Regions from separate parts of the Sus scrofa genome. Here region 1 is linked to region 2. Evidence: chromatin contacts called from public HiChIP or PLAC-seq data. All regions are on one chromosome and are shown on one strand. The core of a region is the stretch at or near the end of the contact, and the rest is flanking DNA. Distances in the headings are between cores, read along the strand shown. Region 1 has its middle 94 kb from the start of RAP2B. Region 2 has its middle 89 kb from the start of RAP2B.

Evidence for each region. HiChIP or PLAC-seq counts read pairs in DNA pulled down with a chosen protein or histone mark.
Region 1: an H3K27ac HiChIP or PLAC-seq map of alveolar macrophages shows a contact between it and region 2. The contact joins two enhancer-like sites. A contact is called at or near these places in 9 of 47 Hi-C or Micro-C datasets (embryonic fibroblasts, epiblast stem cells, fetal heart ventricle and 5 more) and 1 of 2 datasets of contacts at active chromatin or transcription factors (alveolar macrophages).

Annotation. Positions count from the first base shown.
Region 1 is chr13:93,400,628-93,403,414 of Sscrofa11.1, reverse strand. No RefSeq gene overlaps it. Among named protein-coding and RNA genes, the nearest start is that of RAP2B, 94 kb to the right of the region's middle. Within about 2 kb of position 1,389, at least 18 of the 83 cell types and tissues checked have an H3K27ac peak or open chromatin away from gene starts, as enhancers often do. A contact at or near this core is called in alveolar macrophages, where this site is marked.
Region 2 is chr13:93,217,483-93,220,363 of Sscrofa11.1, reverse strand. No RefSeq gene overlaps it. Among named protein-coding and RNA genes, the nearest start is that of RAP2B, 89 kb to the left of the region's middle. Within about 2 kb of position 1,318, at least 2 of the 83 cell types and tissues checked have an H3K27ac peak or open chromatin away from gene starts, as enhancers often do. A contact at or near this core is called in alveolar macrophages, where this site is marked.

The DNA of each region.
Region 1 (2,787 bases), core at 140-2,639, 180 kb before region 2:
AGATTTTTAACTTCTAAGTTCTTATCCTGCTCACAAATTCATCTATAACAAGAGACAATGAACCTGACTTAAAGAGAGATATTAAAGAGAAAAGTAAACACTTATAATTCAAAGATGCAGGTTCCACAAACTCGGTGTTTTTACTCATTAACAAATAGCTTAGTTATGTGTCATTTGTTTATTTGCACATTAATTTTATAAATGATTTATTAATTTAAAACACCAGAACACCGAATTACATTAAGGGTGAAATAGGCTGATGATTTAAATTTGGAGCAATAAACTATTACTTTGAACACATTCATTTTATTGTCAATAACGACAGTAGATCTTTAAAACCTTTTAAAATATAGTGGAAATAATGCTTTCTTTTTAATTGTTAGAGAAAGTGCTTCTCTTGGCTTATTAAGCACCTGATATTTACAGCATAATTAAGCCTTTCCTTTACATTTAGAATGGATAAACAACAAGGTCCTACTGTATATTACAGGGAAATATATCCAATCTTCTGGGATACGTATGTATAACTGAGTCACTTTGCTGTATAGCAGAAATTGGCACAACATTGTAAATCATCTACAATTTAGTAAAAAAAAAATTTAAAAATTAAAAAAACAATTAAGCCTTTCAATTTTCAAATGAAGAGAATAATCTCATTTTGCTACTTTCTATTAATCGTATTTCTCCTCAGAGTAGGAAACATGCCATATTATGTCTATATCTGAATAAATCTTTTACAACTAAATACCTCAAACTCGCTTAACTCCTTTGCAAAGAAAAGAAAAAATGCTTTGATCTCTATAGTTCAAAACTTATTTCCTCTCCCTCTTTGCTGATCTCCAAGCAAGTTAGCACATTACAGCCATCTGCTCCTGACTTCTCCCACCACCAGTCCTATCCAAACACAACGAAGTCACTGCACTTCCTGGTGCTAGTCACCCTTCTGTGGAGTCATCATCACATGATATTTTCCTGTCGTCCCTGAAGTGACTCAGTTTTCAGGATGCAACTCCTAAATGGTTGATTTCACTAGCACTTCATCTTCCTATAATCTCATGACACTCCCTCTCTTTTACCTTATTAACATCTTTGCCGCTCTCTCACCTTGCAACCTATTACATTTAGGTTCCCCAATTTGGAAGTCTTTATCCACACGCTCATTCTATCTTCTGTCTCTTGTATCATCCACTCTGCCGTCCCCTGCTGCCTACAGTATGACTTTGCAGACGTTATCTTAGCATTCTGCAAATGAAACCTTACTTCCCTTCAATTTCCTAGTAAATCAAATCCTATGTCTTACTTAAGAGCCTCTATCTTTCTGTTCACCCATCTGTCCTCTTACTCTGCTTCTCAAATAGAAAGTCTGCTAATTCATAGCTTTCAAATATGGAGGCAGGAAGTCAGGAACCCAAGAGATTACAATCTGAGAGTGACACAGGCAAGGCTGAGAACTGATCGAGGGCTTTTGTACTATCTTATCTGTGAAACTTCCTCTCCCCTCAGGTTCTCCACATAGTCTCAGATTTTACTATAAACTGAAGCAAAACATGAAATATCAGTAGTTGATATGATGAAATTACATTGACTGCCATAAATGTGTATTAAATAATCTGCTCTGCTAATGGAGAAATACTAGAATTGGTAGCACTAACTCTCTGCCATTTAATTTTAAACTTCTTATTGTCACTTACTTTTTGGAAATACAATATTGACAATGAAAGTACTGACTTTTTAGTTTTCCATCTTTGTCACTTTGAATTCTATTACAGGTAAGCACTTTAATACTATATTAAATATACAGGTGCTATTATAATAGAGGTAATGTCCCTCAGTCAGTACCATGCCAGGAAAAACTGTTGTTGACTTTACACCGTCTCAATCCCCCAACACAGTATTCTGAACATGAACTTATGATGAAGGATGGTGGGGTATGCACCTGCCAATTCATGTGATTATTGTTCTCTAGTCCATCTATCCATGCTTTTCTGTGATTATCATTAAATCATGATCTTGCATATAACCTTTCCAATCTGAAGCAATACATAGACTTGTATGTGCACACACTTACACTTCTTTGGGTAATTCTTACTCTTACATTCAAGGCCTTCCACAATCAGTTTCTTGTTGATTTCTTTGACCCAACCTCTGTTATATCTCTACACAAATCAGCAATCACAGCAGCAGGCACAAGGAGTGTGGCTTTAAACATTTGCCAAATCCTGGATTTTGGAATTCTAGGACTTCCTCATAAATATCAAAGCCAGAGCAGAAGAGAATATGGATAAAATGCTCCTAAGTTTTTTTTTACCCAACAGTGATACTAGCCAAAGTCAGCAGCAAAAGCAACAGGTCAGAAGTGCCAAGAAATCCTCTCTTCTTTGCCCCAGTCTTATTTATATAATTTGTATTTAACGCAGTTGCCAGTAGGCAGAGATCCTCTTGGCTGAGCAAAATAGAGAATGTCCAAAGAGTTTTGACGTTTTAACTAGAGCTGGTCAAAAGTCCACTACCTCTAAGCTACACTTACGGTGAAAAGAATGCAAATCATTCTTTTCTGCATGTTTATTATTTTGTCTCTCCCTTCTCACAAAGTCTAGCTGACTGCTAGGCAGTTTTTCTAAATTTATTAGCCTAACTTCTCTTTATTTCTACCAGCTAAATTGGACATCTTTCACCTCATCTTATGCAATAGATTCATATTATGATAGAAGTGTTCCATTCAACACATGTATTAGCTTGGTTTCTTTGTAAAAACAGAACCAATAGATTTAATGTAATAGAAACAAC
Region 2 (2,881 bases), core at 69-2,568:
TGAGGTAAGAGCTTTATATTTTTAATACTGAATTGATTCCAGAAACTCACAAATATAAAGGTAACTTGATTGCGCTGAACCTCAATTTAATCACCTGTAAGAAGGAATAACAGGATGGTTGTAAGGATAAGTGAGTTAACTCATATGCATGGCCTAGGACAGTGCCTAGCCCTTAGCAAGCCCTCAAAATGTTAAATTGTTATTTTTGTAGATGCAAATTTTATTATGTTTTCAGGTTAAATTAACTACAGAATGCTAAAGTCAATACAAACAGATCAACTAAGGTTAAACAGATTAGTACTAGAAAAGTTTTCATGATAATGGATATTGTTGCTTTAGCCAAAGCTACTATCATTTACCCAAGAAATTCAGATAATAAAATACATAATCTCTTAATCACCATACTTTGAAAACATCCAACCTAGCTAAGTTTCTGATATGTAATAACTTAGTGAAATTTGATTTACCTATTATAAAAACAGAAACTATTCTTTGGTTCTTAGAATAATAATTTTTAATTCACAGATGCTTGTAGGTCATATTTACAGCAGAAAATCTGGGAAAGAGTTACTTCCTAGTGTATCTGGCCCCCAATGTAGAGAACTCTTGTTGGCCTGGGAGACATGCAGCAGGAGGACAGTGGTCCTGGGCAGAGTAGTATCAAAATCTTTTTTTCCTAATTCAGTATAATTCTGTATTTAGTTCCCTGTTAACTAAAAAAAATGCACAGATGCATTTCAGTTTAGATAGTCTTAAAATGCACATGTCAAAAAGGGAAACTAAAGGAAAAGAGGCCCCTTTTACATGACTCGCCTCAGTTCTTGTATAATAATATTAACATATATTATGTGTATATGTGCATATATAGTTTTATAGATGGGAAAACTGGAGCATAGAGAGTTTAGAGTCAGGGAAGGGTTAGAAATCATACTGAGAACCCACAACAAGTCTTGAAAAGAAGATCATGCCCTTTAGGATGTGGAATGCCCAGTGCTTAGAACAATTTTACATTATACTGGCAATAAAGAACTCTTTCTTTCTCTATTTTTCTTTCTTTCTTTCTTTCTTTCTTTCTTCTTCCTTCCTTCCTTTCTTTCTCCCTCTGTCTTTCTCCCCTCTCTCCAACCCTCTCCCTCTTTTTCTTCCTTTTAAATTAGGTAATAAGTAAAAATTAAAAATCTGATATTCAGACTATCTGCCAGCATACCACAAACTGATGTAGAAAATTAGTAAATGGGAATCTCAGTTAAATGGAGTGGAGTGACCAGAAGGGGGAGCGCTCATGCCCTTGGGGAATAGTGGAGCCCAACAGGCAAAAGAGATTCTTCTCTCCTGGCAAGGCCTTAGCTGATGAAAAGCCATGGACTCTTTGTTTATTACAGCCCTTCCAGCTTCCTTTTTCTCTCTGTAAAAGAGTTCTCCTTTCCTCGACTTGCAGGGACTTGCATGTCGCTCGCCATGATTGCAGACCTTGAATTACAATTCTTTGCTGAACTCTAGTGAACCCATTTTTGCTGTAGAAATAACTGGCAGTCTGTCTGTTTCAGGTCAGCTTTCCTCTCCAGGCTCAGCTTTACTGATTTTCACTTATAGAAGAGCCTTAAGGTAATCTATACTTCTGAACTTTGAACACTGAGAATAAATACCTTGGCCTAGGCACATTGTAATTTGGCACTTGGAGTCCATGTTCATGGATCCAAGTCATGGCTTTTCTCTCTTCCTGACTGGGCATGGGATTATTGATACCTGTCTTAAAGTATCAATGTGAGATTTAATAATTAAGTGGGTAGGAAAATACTCTTAAGTTTCAAAGTATTGGATAAGTTACTTTTTGTAATATTTTATAATCTGGAATTCTTAGTAGGAAATACTAGTTAATCTCCAAAAGAGGAGCCTGAAAAGATTCTATTATGTAGACCTTTGTTATGTCAGATGTTATACAATTTTAGTCATTTCTATCAATAATATACATTCAGTAAAAATACCACATGACCGATGTTCATCTTTCATGTAATTATCTAGCAAATATGTATTCAGCCTGTCAGAAGCCTCATAGAGAGTCTCGGCCTTAGTTATAAACTAAAACTAATGGTGGTAACTATAAACAGTGACAGATTGGATGGCAATCCCTGTGCAGTGTCAATTTGCAATTTTGTGTTTGGCAGAACTCATATATTTTATTACCAACAATATATTGCAGTCCAAAGGAAAAATGGAAGCATTATGAGCCATTTTCAAGGGCTGTCTCACAAAACACACACTGTAATCACCGAACTGTAGAGAACAATTCCTTCCTGATACGACATGGTGGCGGCTGTTGTTTCTATTGTTGCTATTATTATTTTAAAGACAGGGAGTATTTATACTACATCTTTCAAAAGGGACTAACATGAAAGCTGTGGGTTTGTATGTAGCCATTCAGAATTAATAATAGACAACCCAAGAAAGAAATTCTATTTCAGAGAGTGAGTTAAGTGTCAAATGTTTAACCAGGGTGTAACTTTGATTCAAAAATACTGTTTGAGGAGTTCCCGTTGTGGTGCAGTGGAAATGAATCCAGTTAGGAACCATGAGGTTGCAGGTTCAATCCCTGGCTTTGCTCAGTGTTAGGGATCCGCTGTTGCTGTGAGTTGTGGTGTAGGTCACAGACACAGCTCAGATGTTGCATTGCTATGGCTGTGGTGTAGGCCAGCAGCCATAGCTCCACTTCAGCCCCTAGCCTGGGATCCTCCATATGCTGCAGGTGTGGCCCTAAAAAAAACAAAAAACAAACAAACAAAAAACCCAACAAAAATATTGTTTGAGGAAAAACTAATATAAAACAACCAAAGATAAGAAAAATCACTGTGGACTTATTTTCAATTTTTTAAGCTTAAACTTT